2 separate regions of the Zea mays genome follow, and region 2 is linked to region 1. Evidence: chromatin contacts called from public Hi-C data. All regions are on one chromosome and are shown on one strand. The core of a region is the stretch at or near the end of the contact, and the rest is flanking DNA. Distances in the headings are between cores, read along the strand shown. Region 1 holds the start of LOC100286172 (digalactosyldiacylglycerol synthase 1). Region 2 holds the start of LOC100278643.

Evidence for each region. A called contact is a pair of places that touch in the nucleus more often than the background predicts.
Region 2: a Hi-C map of leaf shows a contact between it and region 1, with 6 times the contacts expected there. The contact joins the promoter of LOC100278643 here to the promoter of LOC100286172 in region 1. A contact is called at or near these places in 5 of 25 Hi-C or Micro-C datasets (bundle sheath, ear, leaf and 1 more).

What each region holds. Positions count from the first base shown.
Region 1 is chr5:173,406,164-173,412,013 of Zm-B73-REFERENCE-NAM-5.0, reverse strand. LOC100286172 (digalactosyldiacylglycerol synthase 1) reads right to left here and starts at 4,571. Exons shown (of 7, transcript NM_001159060.1): 1 at 3,830-4,571; 2 at 2,415-2,447; 3 at 1,799-1,886; 4 at 1,250-1,716; 5 at 901-1,167; 6 at 477-826; 7 at 1-365. The coding sequence starts at 4,477. LOC100272272 reads left to right here and starts at 5,004. Exons shown (of 5, transcript NM_001146760.1): 1 at 5,004-5,129; 2 at 5,251-5,850. The coding sequence starts at 5,340.
Region 2 is chr5:173,741,210-173,746,911 of Zm-B73-REFERENCE-NAM-5.0, reverse strand. It overlaps LOC100278643, which reads right to left and starts at 3,364. Exons shown (of 5, transcript NM_001364471.1): 1 at 3,280-3,364; 2 at 3,139-3,186; 3 at 1,928-2,012; 4 at 235-324; 5 at 1-108. The coding sequence starts at 3,140. The coding sequence ends at 76.

The DNA.
Region 1 (5,850 bases), core at 3,322-5,821:
TTATGTCGGACAAATTAGGCTGTGAGGTTCTTTTATTCTTTCTTTTCCTACCTTGTCCAGGCTGAGCAGCCTCATTGTTCAGAACCTTGTCAAGGTCTGAGTACTCCATGAATCTCTCAGTCGCTGCCTCCCACGAAAGGTTGTATCTTTGCTCAGGGGTTAGCGGTTGGGGTTCTCTATCCATTGCCTCTTTCACTCTCGCAACAAACTCCTCTGAAGTCTTGTATGTCAAACAGTTCGGAAATGACATGAAAAACTCATTTGATGGATGTTCTGCGCAGATCACGAATTTCCCCATTGCAAGAGCCTCTGCCGTTGCTGTGCACAGGACATCACTAATGCTCGGATTTATGAAAACCTTGTACCTGAAAAAAATACAAACAGCAAATGGCAGCATCAGTAATCAACAAAAAAAAGTGGAATACAGAATTAATTATCTTTGACAATTGCCTTAAAGTTTCTTGTTTGATACGTACCCATGGAGTGAATTATCAGCATGATCCCTTCCCTTGAAAAAATTGAGACTCAAATCTAACCTCCTGGCAGTGGATTGAACTTCTTGCGAGTCCTCACCACTTCCGTATACATCTAACTTGAATCCTTCTAAGTCGCTTTTATGTTTAGCCATCAAATCTATGAGTTCCCTATAACCTTTGGCCCAAACCATCTTCCCAAGAAAATATGCTCCCTTGGAAAATGGAGGCTCCCCACTCCCCCTATTGGCAGTTATTTCTTCTCCAATCTTCAGGAACTTTGGGTTAACACCATGAACATTGCAAACAATAGACTTTGGTAAATCTTGAGTTGCTGCAGAAAGACGTAAGACCTATAGATGAATAACATTAGGAGTGTTCATGGGCATCCGTGTAATTAACAAAACAACTAAGCTATACAAAGTACCTTGTCACAGTATGCTCTGGTCACCCAATTGTTGATGTGTTTAACTAGAAAGGCCTGAAGAGCTCCATTCTTCTCTCTCTTGATATATTCCAGGTAGTTTGTATGAACTACACCAACAACATGGTTGAACTTGTCAGTCCAGCGTTTCCCATGATGATACCAATTGAGATGTTCTGGTTCTTCCAATATTGCTATATCAGCTTCTCTTGACGGTATGAACTGAGACGTATCACCAGCTGGAATGATGCTACGCCGCTCTTTTGAGAACTGTAAAACATATAACATGTCAATATCAAGTCATTGAAAATATCGAATTTGAGTATTTGACATAATACACATTAAATGTAACCTTGCCAGGATAAAAGGATATCTTGAAGTTTGATTCAAATCCTAGTCTTTCCTCCAGCCAGCTCCTTATATAAGTTTCCTGCTCTTCTGGTGAACTGAACGTCATGCTATTTGGGTATACCAGTTCTTGGTCTGATTTGCAAAGCCAAGGCACTACCAGTGTCACATCTTGTCTAGTACCTTTTGCGAGATATGCTGCACGGAACAATGGATTAACTGCTGTTCCTGTCATCCATGGTAAACTTGCTGTGGTGACTATAGCCACATGTCTTTTATCGTCTGAGACCTCAGACTTTGTAGGTTCACTCCAGAAACCATCATCAGCATGATAACCAGAACTTTGAAGCACGCTTGCGATTCTCAAGTCAAGTTCGTCTGATGACTTATCATTTACAGGCAAGGATGTGTTTTCTGAAAGGGAATGATTTTGTTTCCTACACAATGCCTCCACTAGTTTGTCACACTGATCTGAACAGTATGAATATATACAAGGGTCAGCTATTGATAAATGGAAGAAAATAGGATAAAGGTGCCTGTTAATGATTTTTACCTCTCCGTACACCAAGTTGATCCAAAAATGGTTCAGACTGCCTTACAAGATTTGCCAGTATTTCAGGTAGATCCAGTGGTTGGATTTCCTGCATCAAACACTAAGGTTAGGTTACCAATAATATATACTTCGCAATGAAATATCTTTGCGTTTGCATTATCAGGTAGCATCAAGATCAAATATCTAGACAAATGGTTGCTCCTTTCTTTTGAAAAGTTTCACAGTTCAGTGTTCATATCCAACACAAAATAAAGTATATGTCTTCAAGATCCAACACATAGATAATATCGCGTAAAAGGAAAGTATCGGTGCCCATGCAGTTTTTAGAAATCACCTCCACCAATAAAACAAAAAAAAGGTAGACCCACTGCTGGTGGCTGCCACATGAGTGGGGTATTGGGGTCTAACCGAGGCAAACCTTACCGCTACATTTTTGCATGTTAATGCCCAGAACACAAAATTCAGTTAAACATAAAATCATAATTAGAGTGCTTCAAAGTAGTATGTGATTAATGCTCAGAGCACAAAATTCACAACTATGTCTGACAAAATCAAATTATATAACTTTGCATCAGTTAACCATATAATAATAATTAGAGTAGTTTTGTGGGCTTACCTTGGATCCTTGAGACTCCATGTTGAATGATTTCTGCATAAAAAATGAGTAACTATGAGGCCCACATAACACAATATAAACCAGTTTTAGCAGTTGAGTATAAATATTGGACACAATAATTCATTTAAGGTTTGCTCTATAACAAGCTAGTCAGTTGAGCAGAGATTTGTCACAAGGTTAATAGAAATTTTAAGCACCGCAACTTAAATCTGATCAGCACTCCTCTTCCAACAAAACAGGGACTACAGAATACAAATGAAACTGAATAATCCTAGTAAAGGTCAAGCATTTACGCTCGGGGTTAAATATATTTACTTCTTTAAATTTTACTAGCATTTATCATCTCACAAGTCATAAATAGTCCTGATAACGTTTATCCATGTTTTCAACGTAGTCATTAATTATGCCTACATTCAGGAGGTGCTCTGCAGTTTCTTGATACACTACTACAATACCAGTGCGTTGGACGGTACACAAGAAGAAATAGTACACTTTATCTTAGCCAAAAGGCCTAGAAAGGTATGAATTGAAAAGTAGCCCGACCCCTTTTTTATAGCTCGCTCGTTCATCTTTACCTAGCGGGGTGGTACTATGAGGGAGCGTTGCGCTACATGCGGCTTCCTGTTGTGTTTGGCTTAGGTGGTGTTGAGCACCAAAATTGACCGTGCGGGCCGAAGAGAGGTCAAGTAATAGGTCAAGGAAGACTAATACTAGGGCTACACTAAGGCTAGATTACTCTTATTCCTAAGGAATGGAAAGAACATTGCAAATAAGGTAAATATGAATAATAGGTTTGATTGGATCGATTGTGGGGGGTCTCAATCGACTGTACCCCTTTATCTATATAAAGGGGGAGGTCTGAACCTGTTACAAGTCAGTTCTCAAGTTAACCCCACAGGTTTTGCTAACAAATCCTGCAAGAAATCTAGAACCCTAACTGATTCTGCGCACGCACGCACAGTCCGCGCCGCTATGGCGGACCGTCCGGCCTCAGGGTCGGACCGTCCGCACGATCAATTTTGGTGCTCAACAGGTGGTTCTCACGGTCCATCTATAGGGTAATGGCCCACTAATAGAGGTTTGGGTGGTTTTCACGGTCTATCTATCAGGATAATCGCCCACTGGTAAGGGGGAATAGACTTATGCAGAACGATCGTTGAAACTGGTGAATTATTATAGTAGAGAAGAGAACTGAAGTAACTAATGCCAGAGGTTATCACGATAGCATATGATCATTACTCCATTAGTCCACTTGGTTCATATTAATTCTTTAGAGCCTAATCGCATAGGAGACATTGAATTGATTCCTAAAAACAAATTCTACAAAATTCCCAAGGCAATCCACCAAATCAAAGCAGGGCAGCAACATTGGTCAATTAATTAGAATAATCTGCGAGATGGCTGTGCAAAATTACCAGGCTGGACTTGAATTTCTCGACGAGCTCGCCGGTACTGCGCAATCCCTCAAAAATCTCCTTGGTCTGGCTCCGGCGCTCGAACTCTTTGATGCCGTCCCGTATCATCCTGAGCACCTCCCATTCTTTCCCCTCTTCCGCCTCCCCGTTCCACACCACGCGCCTCCAGCGCTCCCCGCCATCCACTTCAGAGACGATGGCGTTGCGGATGGCGGTGATCCCAGAGAGGTCAACACGTGCGCGCGCGGGTTTCCCCGCCCCGCGCGGCGCCCACCCCTCGAGCACCCTGCGGCCGAGCTCCCGCTCCTGCGACACGTACCGGCGCCGCAGTTCGGAGATCTTGGGCTGGATCCGTGTGCGCACGAACTCGAGCTCGGCTATGGGCGCCCCCGCGGCGAGCGGCGGCGGCGGCGCGGAGGTCAGCGCAGTGGAGGCGGACGCGAGGATGTGCTCGAGCTCGCGGTCCGCGAGCGTGCGGAGGGAATCAGCCCTCGCACGCATGAGGCGCAGGTCGGCGGTGGCGGAATCCCGCACCTCGCGCCACCCCTTTGAGAGAAACGAGAAGGCGCTGTCGTCACCCCGCCCAGCTCCGAAGCCGCCGCCGCCACCGATGGAGACCGACGGACGCGGCGACGCCCTCGCCTCCATGGCCAATTCCGGAATGGCCGCGGCTAGGGTTTTGGCGTTTTGCCGTTTGGGAGTCGCGAGAACCGAGAGAAGCAGCTAGAGTGCTAGACAACACGCGAGGTGTTGGGAAAGAGAGGGGAGAGGACGACGACGCCACGGAGCTCCGACGCCACGCGTTGATTCGGGCCGGACCGCCGGAGGAAGGAAGCCGCGTTCCGACTTGGAGGTATCCCATCCGTCAATCCGTGGCTGGCTCTTGCTGTGGGGTCGGCATGGCAGTGAGAGTGATTGGAGAATTGGATCCGCAGGGCAGATGTGGAATCCAGCTTTGTGGTGGGGTGGAACGGTGCTACGGTGACGTGGGCATACGTGCGGTCGGGAAGTGAGCGGGGACCGTCCGGGGGTTGGCAACGCAAGGCCGTTGCCCATGAGCCAGGAGCCCAGGACTGCAACGCAAGGCCCATTTCGTTCCGCCGCCAGCTTCAAGGCCGCAAGGCCCATTTGCGTTGATCAACCGCGTCCTCGACGATTGCGTTCACCCGAATCACGCCTCCCTTTCCTTTCTCCTCCCTCACTACTCACACCCCTCACTTTTGGCGGCGCCGACTGGGCACCCGCGTCGACCTTCGCCAGGTCTTCGTCGGCCCTTTGGCTGGAAACAAGCATCCACCAGGTATGCCAGCAACTCCTCTTCCTGCTGTGCGAAATCGAGCACACCAAACCCTTCCCAAACCCTAATGCAGGCTATTTTACATTCGGATCTGACCCAAAGCTGCTGTTTTTCCATATGAAAGGAACAACGCAAGGGATGCTCGATTGGCTCTAGTTACTTAGCAGAACCAAAAGAGGAAGGCCATCAAAGATACGAGGGCTTTTTCTCGCCATGTCTCGGTCGCCACACCTCCCACCCCGCTGCCCACCCCTGGGTCCTCAGATCACTCGAAGGGATGACAGCATGTTCACGCAGAGCTGCAGGTTTCCATCTGGGGATACGTTCTTTAGTGAGCCACCGTGCTGGCTCGATGATCTCCTTGCAGATTCCGGGAAAGCTCCCAAGCTTCCTCCTCTCAGAAGGGCCTGTAGCGATTCTGATGCCATCTTGGATGCTCTGTCAACATTTGAAAGCCCAATTTGTCGAATTGAGGAAGGCAATCAAATCTCTGGTGGTGAAGCTGATGACTTGTTGGATGCTGGCGAAGGTGGTGAAAGCGGTTCTGTGGTCGAGGCTAGCTGTGTTTATGGTCCGAATTCACCAAGACAGAAGAGTAGGCTGACAACTTCAGAGAGTTCCATGGTAAATGCTGTGCTTGAGAATGTACCCAGCAACCCCTTGCAGTACTTGAGCATCGATGCCTCCAGCGGTATGAATGGTAATGTGGCCAATGGAACTGCTG
Region 2 (5,702 bases), core at 2,115-4,614, 340 kb before region 1:
GCCTTAATAGTCTATAGGCCTCACAAGTGATACAATTATTACCAACTTTAAGTGGATAAATGGAGGGAAAAATTGTCATTTTAACATCTCAAAGAGTTTCTCTGCAACCTGCATAGTAACAACAATCAAAACAAGAGTGTTCAGTAAACCAAGTACTGGCCACATCAACAAGATTAATAGATGTTTTCGATTAATAGATGAGTATATGGCCACACATAAGCAAGAAGCACTCACATTCTTGTCAACACATTTCCAGTAATCAAAGTACTGACCGGTACAGTGCTTGTGCCCAGTCTCATCGTCCTCAATCCTTTTAACACATTTCTGTGCACAAAGTAAGTCGCATAAGCTCTTGCTCCAGTATCACAGCCAAAGATAACATACTCTATAATATTAAATAACACATGGAGAATTTCTCGAAACAAAACTGGCAAAAAACCTGAAGTTATAGGATCGTGAAATTGCAATATAAGCACAGAAGTACAGAACAAGGTGGCCACTAGTATTACAACCACTGGTCCAACTTAGGGTGCGTTTGGTTTAGCTGCGAGCAGTGAAAAAGCTGTTGTGACCTGTCTGCTGTGAAAAAATATGCTGTGAGAAAAAACTGAAAGTCATTTGGTTCAAACTGCCATGAGTTGTCCACTATGAACAAATTGTATATTGTTTAATATGTACTTTGTCTAACTATACCTCTTAATCAATATATCTAATTTAAAAATCGGTTTTACATTTGTGTTCCTGATTTTTTAATAAATAAATCAATTTTACAATTCCACTTTTAATATTTTTATTAAAAATGTTTTTATTTCATTTATCATAACAGTTTATTATTTTTAATACGACTTTAGTTTCTATTTGCTGCATATGTTTATTAATATAACGAGCTTGGATAAGCAGCAAAAGCAAGGTCTAAGCTGCTTTCAAATTTGTACTACAGCAAAACTGTTTTTTCAAAGCAGCTGCAGAAAAGTTGAACCCCTTTGGTTCAGCTTCTGCTTTTTCAAAGCAGAAACAGATTCAAAAAGCTGAACCAAACGCACCCTTAAATGTCACCATAAAATGCTTAGCTAAGCTTATAAGAATTCGACCACTACTATACATTAATATATTTACTATTTAGATATGTTATGTGAGAATTATATTAGCAGATTCATCATCAAGTGTTCTTCATTACTGTTTAATTAGCTTTTGTTAGTATGTATACTTAGAAACAAGAGTAGTCAAAGGTGTCTACATGAGGCTGTGTCCATTTCCTAATTGGAAAGTAAATTGGAATGCACATAGTGGCAGTTTCATAAAATTACAATAAAACAGGTGGGGGGTATGAATGCGGTCTAAACCCAAGATACAATCCCCTATACAATCCCCTATTAGGCTATTACGTAAAAAAATACTATTCTGTAAGCAAAATATAGTTGCTAAAACAACCAATGGAACTTTCTATCGCAAAGGTCCTTGAGGTAGTATAAAATTCTACAGAAATATAATATGAGCAGATTTTGATACGATCCCCTATTAGGCTATTACGTAAAAAAATACTATTCTGTAAGCAAAATATAGTTGCTAAAACAACCAATGGAACTTTATATCCCAAAGGTCCTTGAGGTAGTATAAAATTCTACAGAAATATAATATGAGCAGATTTTCTTTCTAGGGAAGGTTATAACCAGACCATATTTTGACCTATAAAGTTGGCTCAAAAGTATATCCCAAGAGCAATCTGACTTAAACAAAAATAACAGATAATGATTTCAGCAGAAGTCCAAAAACACTCTTCAATTGATCAAGAACTTGCCTTAGTGCAGATTGTCCTAGCAAGTTTATAACATGTATCATTCATACAGATAAACTAATCAAGTTCGCATGCACATAAGCAACAGCGATACAAAATGAAGAACCAAGAACTGATATAGCAACATGTTACCTGATAATCATACCACTGCGACACACACTTAGCCTTTGAACGATCCTCTAGGAGCGCCTTTGGATCAGTGACCTCCTCATCCGCCCTGTAACACAATGCAAGATACAGAGATCAAAACAAGAAATCAAATGAATCTCTAGCATTAGTGAACTCGACAAAATCAAATAAGAAGAAAGGCAACTACAATCTAGCATGAACACATATTATTAATTGAAAAACGATACAAGTAGTTTGTATTTCTAGATAAAGTTTTCATTAACCTCTTACCACGGCAAAACATTTTCAACAACTCTTGCAGAAATACATTAAGCTATTGGACATCAAACCACAGAGCTGATGTACCATTTTGGTTTACAAATTACAAACGGCATGCTAGTTGCCAACCAACGGAAACCAAATCTATTTTACACTAGTTCCATACCAAGCTTGGCAAAAGAGGTTCACATAACTCATTACTCACAGAGGATTAACAGCTTACTTTTTAATTAATCTAACATAAATGCTGTGCTGAATGAAGATAGAGCTGAGGAAGCATCTAGCAATAATTTGAAGTTTATTAGGAATGTCACTTTTAGAATATAACAATCAGAGGCAATGAAAGAGAACTAAAATAAACATATCTGTTCTAAAAACTACTTCCTACCCTGCCTACACACCACTCTTCCGCCCAACGTTAAATAACTGTCCATTGGCTAATCTTGACTAGATGCTACAGGGTGCCTAACCTTCTTCCTTCCTAGCGTCTACACAGTTTTTAGAACACTGATCAATACTGATGAAAGCATTCACACTTCACACCAAAGAACAATGGCACAAACACAGACAACAGAAATCACCCGTAAAAAAGACGAAGCAACTGTTTGTTTGGTGAGTGGTGACCCATGCGTCATGCTATCGATCCTGACAATGCCGCAGGGTGAGGCAGGCACCCCTAGACCGAGCAACAAGTAATTCAGAGCACGGCACCAATAATTAACGCCCGACGCTCGTCTATCAAATCCACTACAATGCAACCACGAATTTCTCAGGGAGTAAACAAGCATGCATGGATTTGTCAGGAAGTAAATCCACGAATTTCTAGAGGTACGACCGATCCGAGCATCGTCAACGGGAACTCGATCGATCCACGAGCGATGCTTGGATACAGATCAACAAAAGGAGACCGCGAGGAACAGAGTATGGATGAGGATGGATCAGCTCGGATTACTCACATGGGCGACTGACGAAGTGCGGCGAACAGATGAAGAGCCCTAATCCAACTGCAGAAGACAGCAGCAATTAAAACTAAGTAATGAAAAAATAGATGCCTTGCAACTTGCATGAATCACGAACAGAGACAGATCTGGACTCACCGGAAGGAGACGAGAACGGCGAGATCGGAGGGGGCGGCGAAAATGGGGGAGGTGGTGAGCACGGGAGAGGAGGGGACGGACGAAGAAGCTTCCGAACCCACGGGTGGGCTGGTGGGGAAGCGGGTCTGGTGGGCTGGGCCGCCCGCCGTGTGATTGGGCCGACAGTTCTTGTGTAGCGGGATCGACTTCTCATATATACAAATATTTCTCTCTTCTCTAATTTTTTTAGATATCTAGCAGATTACACGTCCTCATATTTATATTCAAACTCCACTCTACAAACAGTGCAGTTTACAGTGCAGAACGGTACAAAAATAGTGTTTTAAGTAAACTATGAGTAAACTACTAGAATAGGCATTAAAGCACGATAAAAATATTATCTCTTGCATGGACGTCCTAACAAAACATGTTTACATATGCAACTAATCTTGCAACCACCATGAGTGTTTTCTCATCCTCCCCACTATCGTCGTCGTATATTAATGCCAACTTCTCATCTTTGTCCCTGTCCCCCTCATCTATAATCTTCTGCACCCCCATCGTCAAGCGTCTTGAATCGCTATTAGGGATGGCAATAGGTTAGGTTGTATTTGGGTATAACAATATCCGACCTGCCATTGTACCCGAGTCCCCATTGTTGTCTCATAGCCCCTGAGCCCTTGAACTCAGGATTTCCCTGTTCAAGACTCGGTCAATTTATCAGACTAACACTTCAAAATTTGAAAAATCAAGTCGCTCTGACCAAATTTGTCAGGTTCAAAATAAATTTTCGCAAAGCTTCAGCTCCCACAACTTCCTAGCGCTTCATCTTCTGTATCAGGATAAAATAGAGTTTATCGGTACCCTGAATCAGGGGTACCCTCTTCTACAGCATGAAGGCGTTGTACATGTACAACATCTCCAGGTCACACGGAGAACGGCACCCGACCCCACCACATGGGCAGGTCTAAAGGCACCACGTGGCAAGGGAAGGTAATACATCCCAGGATGCATCATTGGGTCCGGACCCCCACAGTAGGACACCGGACCCCTATGCATACAAGTCCGGAGCTTCCAAGAAGGCATACCGGGTCCCTCGGGTAGGCCCCAAGTCCCGCCGAGTAAGGTCCGGTCCTTGGCAGGGTCCCGGGACGGGGAGGACCCCGGCTTGAGTAAGGGTCCGGTGCTGACACGCGTCCAGGCCCTACCCTGCGCTCCCCTCTCAGGCAGAAACCCGCTGCTACCGTGTGGCTTGTGGCCCGTGACATAAGCCAACGGGCTGGGCCTGACGCGAGGCCCATAACGCCGCGCAGCCTCTGCATTTATTGCAGAGAGGATGCGCCGCCTGCCACCACGCTGACGGGCGACGTGCCCTCTCAGCATTTAATGTGTCCTGTCCAATCCGCTGTCAGGCGGTGTTAGGGTCACCCAGCAGACGGCACGCCTGTCCAGTCTGCTGACAAACAGTGTGCCCGTGCCGAGCGGCGCACTGTACTCATCATCTCTTCTACAAGAAGCTTCCCCTGCACGCCGAGGAGACATAGATCTTGGATGTCAGGGCACAAGAAGATTGCTCCAGCAGCAAACATTTGTAACCCCAAGTGTTATATTCTTTATGTCCCTGGGCCCACATGTCGGAGCCCAATACCTTTGTGCATGCCCCCCTTCAGCTATAAAAGGGGAGACATGCGACGTTACGAGAAAGATCCAATCTTAAGGCTCACTCAGACACTCACAAGTTCATACAAGCTCTCAAGCAATACATCACACAGTGGAGTAGGGTGTTACGCTCCGGCGGCCCGAACCACTCTAAATCCTAGTGTGTTCTTGTGTTCTTCCCGTTTTCCCGACTAACAAGCAAAACGCCTAGGCCCCTCCTCATCTTAGGATTTAGGGCGGATGCACTCCGCCACCCGGCCGGAGATTTGCTCTTCGACAGAGTTGTTCCACAACTTTTGGACTTTCACCAGGACATTCATCAATATACCAACTTTCCAATGCTCCCTTTCAACTGCGAGTTCAACTTCCAAGCTTCGTGCAAACCCATGCTTTCCATTATATAGTGATGATGTTCATGTAAAATCCATTATATCTAGTGATGTTGTTTTTGTGGCGGGTAAACGGGCATGCCCACTGGCCGGGCATCCTCTACCCGCAGATAGAGTATACAAGCATGATATTATGTCTGCGTGGGCATGGTTTTTGGCTTGCGAGCATAGGCAACACAACCTTGAATTCGTCGGCATTTTATCCGTTGGCATCTGTACACCTGCATGAGTTTGAAGCCTTCTTGGTCAAGGAAAAGGACCTAAGGGCCCTAGTGACAATAGGTCTTCTTTAAAAAAAGAACATCATTCAATGGAAAATCCTAGGTAAAGAATCCTTCCTGATGCCTATCATTGACCAAGGCATCAATATTATTCATCAATAGATGCATGGGTTTA